2 separate regions of the Mus musculus genome follow, and region 1 is linked to region 2. The links are chromatin contacts, called in public HiChIP or PLAC-seq maps. All regions are on one chromosome and are shown on one strand. Each heading gives the region's core, a stretch centred on a gene start, on an enhancer-like site or on the middle of the called end of the contact. The rest is flanking DNA. Distances are from core to core; before and after follow the strand shown. Region 1 overlaps Cinp (cyclin-dependent kinase 2 interacting protein). Region 2 overlaps Ppp2r5c (protein phosphatase 2, regulatory subunit B', gamma).

Region 1 (3,605 bases), core at 292-2,791, 350 kb before region 2:
TCTATTAGCAAAGACTCTTGGGATCGCAACACCAAGAAAACCTGTCTTATCAGTCAGTGCGAGGAAACTTAAGGACAATGCTGCTGACTGGCATAACTTAATCCTGAAATGGGACAGCCTCAGTGACAAGGGCTTCACCACAGCGAGCAGTATTGCCAACCTGAAAGTCAGCTTGCTGTAAGTACATGTGTGGTTCCCGTGCTCTGTACTGTCTGTCACCTCTACCCACTGAGAGAACAGTCAGAGAGTAAGAATTTCCTGGTGTAAACAAAGGAAAGCCAAGAGTGTAGCAAAGTAACCCTGCACGTGTGCAAAGGCATGCCGACTGCTGTGCTACACATGGGTGGGACCCGGGAAAAGACCGCAGAGACCCGGGATTACAAGTTTGATGCCTTGAGCTAGAGAGGGCTAAGGTGTTTACCACCAAACCTAGTATCCCGAGCTTTTGTCCCCGCCGGCAAGAACACACTCAGGACAACCGGAATCTTCTGCGGCAAAGCTTTTATTCCTTACTTATCAGGAGGGAAGACCCCGAACCGGGGGAAAATGGCGCTGTGTGACGTTTCAGCACCTGATGTGGCGTGACAGCTCCTGATTCTCGTTGCTCGCCCATCACCCCATTACTACGCCGCGAGATGGGCAGTGACTAGTGAGTTCACTCTTGCACTTGCGCATAAGGCTTGTTTACTAGTTAGGTGCAGTGGAAGCCAGCGCCATCTTATAATGGCGATTGCTCAGGGCACGCACGCGATTGCTTGCAGCATGGCTCTCTACAACCTAGTGACTGAGTTCAGTCCCCACAGCCTAGATGGTGGAAGGAGACAACCAAACTTCTGCAAGTTGTCCTCCATGGGCACAATCATGGTATACACGTGCCCATTCTTTTTTAGTTTTTCGAGACAGGGTTTCTCTGTATAGCCTTCGCTGTCCTGGGACTCACTTTGTAGACCAGGCTGGCCTTGAACTCAGAAATCCGCCTGCCTCTGCCTCCCGAGTGCTGGGATTAAAGGTGTGCGCCACCACTGCCCTGTTCTTTTCTCTTTATTTTCTCAATATTTATTTTTAATCTGTGTGTATGACCACTGGTCTGTCTATCTGTATGTGTGCTCTGTGTATGCAGTACCCACAGAGACCTGAAGAAAGCATAAGATCCTGTATATAGCTGTAGATACAGACAGCTATGAGCTGCCATGTGGGTGCTGGGAACTGAACCCATTTCCTTCTATAGTAGAAAGTTTTGTTTGTTTGTTTGTTTGTTTGTTTTCTTTTGGTTTTTTGAGACAGGGTCTCTCTGGGTAGCCCTGGCTGTCCTGGAACTCACTCTATAGCCCAGGCTGGCCTCGAACTTAGAAATCTGCCTGCCTCTGCCTCCCGAGTGCTGGGATTAAAGGCGTGCGCCACCACTGCCCGGCTCTAAGGTTTTGTTTTCTGAGGCAGGCTTTCTGTGTGCAGTCCTGGAACTCACTCAGTAGACCCAGCTGTCCCCAAACTCAGAGATCCAGTGCCCCTGCTTCCCAGGTGCTGGAATTAAAGGTGCGCTGCACTGCCACCCAGTGGAAAGTACTCCACTGAGTCATTTCTCAAGTCGCCCCACCCCTACTTTGTCTTCTTTTAGAAATAAAGCGAAGCCACAGGGGGTGGCACACAGGTGTAGGCAGAAAAAGAAGCTGAAGGCCATCTCCATTACGTAGTGAGTCTGAGGTCTGCCTGGGCCTGCATAAGTCCCTGTCTCAGAATGAATAGAGGCTGGAGAGGTGGCTCAGTGGTTAAGAACACTTGCAGAGATTCTCAGCACCCACACGGAGGCTTACAACTGTCTGTAACTTCAGTTTCGGCGGACCCGATGCCCTTTTCTGGCCTCTTCAGGTGGTGCAGCTATGTGATGCACATGCATACATGCAGGCAAAAGACTCACACACCTAAAATTAATAAATCTAAAAGACAACAGCAAATACAGTCTGGAGAAAGAAAGCTTAGCTGTTCAGAACAGTGGCTGCTTTTCCAGAAGCTCCAGGCTTGTTTCCCAGCACCCACAGGCAGCTCACAATCATCTGTAATTCCAGGATAGCACTTCCTCTGGACCCCATGGACAACAGACACACAAGTGGCATACAGACAAATATGCAGGCAAAATAGCCACGTACACAAAGAAAAAGGGACATGAAATGACTTGGGTGCAGTGGTACTCATCTGTGGCTCCACCTCCTCAGGGAGGCTGAAGCAGGAAAACCAGCTTGGGCGACACAGTTGGCTCCTGCCACAAAATGGAAATAAGCCAGGGGCCATAGTGTACACACGGAATCCCAGCACTCAAAGAGATCAAGGCAGGAGGAGTGCTGGGTGTTCAGGGTTAGCCTAGTGTAGTAAATCTATTTCAACAAGAACCAAATAGCAACCAAGCGAAATAAATGAAATGGAGGGTGGGAGGGATACCCAGCAGGCAGCAGTACACACAAGTTCCCACATTCCTGAAAGATAATTGTATCACAGACTCAACCCTTTCTCCTGAGTCAATCTCTTTATAACTTTATGTACAGATCTAAATAGCATGTAGCATACATAACTTTGTATTTATTTTACATTTATTTGTGTGTATATAAGAATGGGCACATGTGCCGGGCGGTGGTGGCGCACACCTTTAATCCCAGCACGGGGAGGCAGAGGCAGTGGAGTTCAAGGCTGATCTACATGATAAAGCAGTTCTAGCTATCTAGGACTACTTATCTTTTAAAAAGATTCTATCTTTAAAAAAAGAGAGTAGGGGGCTGGTGAGATGGCTCAGTGGGTAAGAGCACCCGACTGCTCTTCCGAAGGTCCAGAGTTCAAATCACAGCAAACACATGGTGGCTCACAACCATCCGTAACGAGATCTGACTCCCTCTTCTGGAGTGTCTGAAGACAGCTACAGTGTACTTACATATAATAAATAAATAAATCTTTAAAAAAAAAAGAGAGAGAGAGTAGGGCTGGAGAGGTGGCTCAGCCAAGAGCACTGACTGCTCTTCCTGAGTTCAAATCCCAGCAACCACATGGTGGCTCACAAACATCCGTAATGAGATCTGACTCCCTCTTCTAGGGTGTCTGTCTGAAAACAACTACAGTGTACTTACATATAATAAATAAATAAATCTTTTAAAGAGAGAGAGAGACAGAGAGAGAAGCCAAAGGAGGAGAGAAAACTCACTGGCACTCACCATGCAAACATGAGAACCTTCATTCAAACCTCAGCATCCAAGGATGAGAAAGCATGTCTTCAAAAGGGTGGGTGGCTCCTAAGGAACGCCACCACAGGCTAACCACTGCTTTCTGTATGTGTGGCAAGATGGCATCCACCATAGTGGATGCTCACACCCTGTTTGCCTCGTGGTCAGGACCAGAAAGAGATCCTGGAATCCCAAAGCTCTGTGGAGGGAAGCCTTTCCCTACATGGATAGAAGCCCTCCCACTAGGCCTAACCTCTATAGTTGCACCTCCTTCTAACAGCACCGTAGGCTGAAGATCAAGCGTTTACTGCCTGAACTGTACGGACCACAGACTTCAGTTTAAAAATTTCTCACAGGCTCTTGACCCCTTTGGGAACTGACCCATGTCTTATGCATTAGATA
Region 2 (3,278 bases), core at 383-2,882:
CCACAGATAGAAAACAGCACTTCATACCGTGTGTTTTTAATATCCCAGTCACCTAATCTAACCAACTCTCCATGAAATAAGTCTTGCAGTTTAATGTCCTACTGCAAAAAGCAACACTCACATTAAACCAAGTCACAAAAAACACCTGAGTTCAAGGTATCAAAGACTGGGAATGAAAATTAGAAACAAGGAGTTTGAGGGTTGGCTCAGTGGTTAAGAGCACTTGTTCTTACAAAGGACCCAGGTTCAACTCCCAGCACCCACATGGAAGCTCAAGAGAATAAAGAGTGTCTAAGAGAATAGCTTCATACTGAGCATGGGATATGGGGCAGAGAGAAAGCTGTCCCTGAGAGTCTGTGGATCAAGTCTGGGCTATCCTCGGATGTCCAACACTCTCCTTTGAGCACACAGTACAATAGTGACTGGGGCATCTGCACCTAGAACTGGACAGTAGCCTCTCTCTCTGCACATCTCAAATCAAATCAAACCACATCTTGTTCCTACCCTAACACCACCCACACCTGCCCATTTCTCTCAGCTGTCCCAGCTAAGTAGCTTACTCCACTACCTATCTGTCATGCTGGGGCATGTCTGTCAGCCAGCCTGTCCCACGGCAACCCCCACCCACCATGGCAAAGCTCTTCCTACATGTTCTCAGCAGGCAGCCAGAGTGAAGGGGCAGTGTGCACTCTCTCACAACCATTAGGTTTCCAGGGTCAGGACTCTAGCCACACTCCACCCAACCTAAGTCTTTTTGCTCCTGGGGTCCTTGGAGCACGGCCCCTGCCGGGCACCACCCTGCCCCACTCTCTGACTCTGGGCGGATCAGCTCATCCTCTAGACAGTAACAGTGGTCAGGCTGCCTGTGCAGCTCTCAGCTCTGACTGCTGCTACTACTGTCTGGTCTTGTCCCTCAGACACGTCCAGGCAGTCTCTGGGAGGGCTGAGACCATATTACCATTTTCAGTGCAAGCGCCCTCAGGTAACAGGGTGCCTCGGGAGTTCAGAAGGGATGCAGTGTATGTTTCCTGACTCACTGAGTACACTGAGCTGTGTTCTGGTTAGTGATCCAGCACAGGTGTCTGGGTAACCCCAGAGCTCCATGTGCTGCGAAGGGCTCCTGAGCCAGCCAATCTATCCAAACAGTGCCCTAGCCAGACCTCTTTCTGCCCACAAGGCCTCCCTTCCTGTGTCCAAGGCTTTAGAGAAAGTAGTGTCCCATGAATTCAGCAATTCAGGACCTCAACTTTCCTCTTAGGGAATTTACTCTCAGAAGGGCTCTGCTCCATTTTTACATAAATTAAGAAATTTAGGGTAGGAATGGTTAAAATGGCAGTGCTTCCAACTGCTTTTCCATCTCCGTCAGTCTTTGGGCAGCAGACCTGACTGTGACAGCAGAAGCAATGCTGCAGGCCCAGATCTCCAGCCACCACGTTTATGCAGGAGCCACAGTGACAAATGCTGGGGCTGTCTCTTCACCTTGTCTTCCCACAGGAGGAGCAGTGCACTTGGCATGCTGGCTGATCTCAAACTCTCTCCTCTTTTCTATAAAAAGGAACGAACGGCGACAGGTCCATGCAACCAACAACCCTGAGCTCAGCACATTCAGCCACGTCACTGTGACCCAGGCCTGAGCCCAGAAGGAAGCCGCAGTCTCTGCTGACCCTGTGACAGGTACACCTGCCAGCAACCTAGGTGGCAGCGAACACCGAGTGTGTCAGGGCATCCCCGGGGAACCGGGAAACCTGCTGTGGAGAGCTCTTGGCATCCCCAGGGAACCAGAGACCCTGGGGCTGCTTCAAGGAAATTCGCAAGAAGATCTGACATTGGGCTAAGACAAGGAAGTAAGCTCAAGAAAAATACAGCTGAGGAACATACATACTCTTTGTATCTTGATCATCTTGATAAGTCCCCAAATATAGTGACCATGGGACCTTTGTTTATGCCTGGTTTGTCCTTGACCAAGAACTGACCTTATTCTTTGCATGTACTTAGAATGGTACAAAAGCAGGCTGGGAAAAAATAAATTTGCTTCAGTACTTGCTGGAGTCATGCTACAATGTTGTTGAATTGTCTTTTCTCTCTTTAAGCCTCACTCCTTCCCTTGAGACCTTGCTGACTGACTGAGCTGGGTTGGTCAGGTGGTGCCCTCAATGTTGAGGCTCGAATACGAGGGGTTCAGTGAAGGGCATGGCAGAAGAGGAAGCTCACACAAAGGAAAATACAAAAATCTGGGCCAGCAGTGAGTAAAGTCTGTGAAATGGGACAGGGCTAGTAAAATGCTTTTTGCACAAATGCTTAGAGGTACGCTAGGGACAAGAGGAGTTCAGGAGATAGCTTGCTTCCTCTCTGGCTCCCACTGGGGGATGCCTAGTCCTGGATCTGGGTTCCTTTGGTGGGACATCCAGTTCTCTTCCCTCTGTCTATTGTTTGTCCTCGGTGTGTCAGTCTGTCCATGTCTGTCAGTTTATGTCTGTGGCTTTGTTTTGTTGCCTGACTGTTGCTTTGTGTTTCATATTCAAAAGAAAAAATGGTTAAAACTTTATCTGCTGGAACATTTGGGTTCAGCAGGTGGCAGGGTGCTCCTCCCATGAAATTACAGCTAGAAAAAGTAAGAAAAATTTGTCTGTCTAGTCTAACTATGTAAATGTATATAACCACTTCATGTTTGTTTCTGACTGTTTTTTTTTTGTTTGTTTGTTTGTTTTTTGGTTTTTTCGAGGCAGGGTTTCTCTGTGTAGCCCTGGCTGTCCTGGAACTCACTTTGTAGACCAGGCTGTCCTCGAACTCAGAAATTCACCTGCCTCTGCTTCCCAAGTGCTGGGATTAAAGGCGTGCCCACCACGCCTGGCTTCTGACTGGTTTTAACTGTATAAATATGTTCTGCATGTGTTGGTTATAGATTATTGGCATATAAGTTTTTGGGTATGGTTAAAAATTTGTAATGTTGGTAACCCAAAATTGGCTTAAAACTGGTAACTCAGTCGGGCATAGTGGCGCACGCCTTTAATCCCAGCACTCGGGAGGCAGAGGCAGGTGGATTTCTGAGTTCGAGGCCAGCCTGGTCTACAAAGTGAGTTCCAGGACAGCCAGGGCTGCACAGAGAAACCCTGTCTCGAAACAAACAAACAAACAAACAAACACCAAACAAACAAAAACTGGTAACTCAGGGTTGGAGTCATTCTAGCAACAACACATGGCATGAGCCAACCTAGGGAAACAGGGCTCTAAAGATGCCTCTAAATTGGAATAATATTTTATGTAATTCTTTGATCTAG

The links. HiChIP or PLAC-seq counts read pairs in DNA pulled down with a chosen protein or histone mark.
Region 1: an H3K27ac HiChIP or PLAC-seq map of epiblast stem cells shows a contact between it and region 2. The contact joins two enhancer-like sites. A contact is called at or near these places in 2 of 115 datasets of contacts at active chromatin or transcription factors (bone marrow-derived macrophages and epiblast stem cells) and 1 of 9 other capture datasets (liver).

What each region holds. Positions count from the first base shown.
Region 1 is chr12:110,880,462-110,884,066 of GRCm38.p6, reverse strand. Cinp (cyclin-dependent kinase 2 interacting protein) reads left to right here. Exons shown (of 5, transcript NM_026048.4): 2 at 9-177. Among named protein-coding and RNA genes, the nearest start is that of Cinp, 6.9 kb to the left of the region's middle. Within about 2 kb of position 1,541, at least 5 of the 459 cell types and tissues checked have an H3K27ac peak or open chromatin away from gene starts, as enhancers often do. A contact at or near this core is called in epiblast stem cells, where this site is marked.
Region 2 is chr12:110,530,620-110,533,897 of GRCm38.p6, reverse strand. All of the region lies in intron 4 of Ppp2r5c (protein phosphatase 2, regulatory subunit B', gamma), which reads right to left. Among named protein-coding and RNA genes, the nearest start is that of Gm19605, 47 kb to the right of the region's middle. Within about 2 kb of position 1,632, at least 38 of the 459 cell types and tissues checked have an H3K27ac peak or open chromatin away from gene starts, as enhancers often do. A contact at or near this core is called in epiblast stem cells, where this site is marked.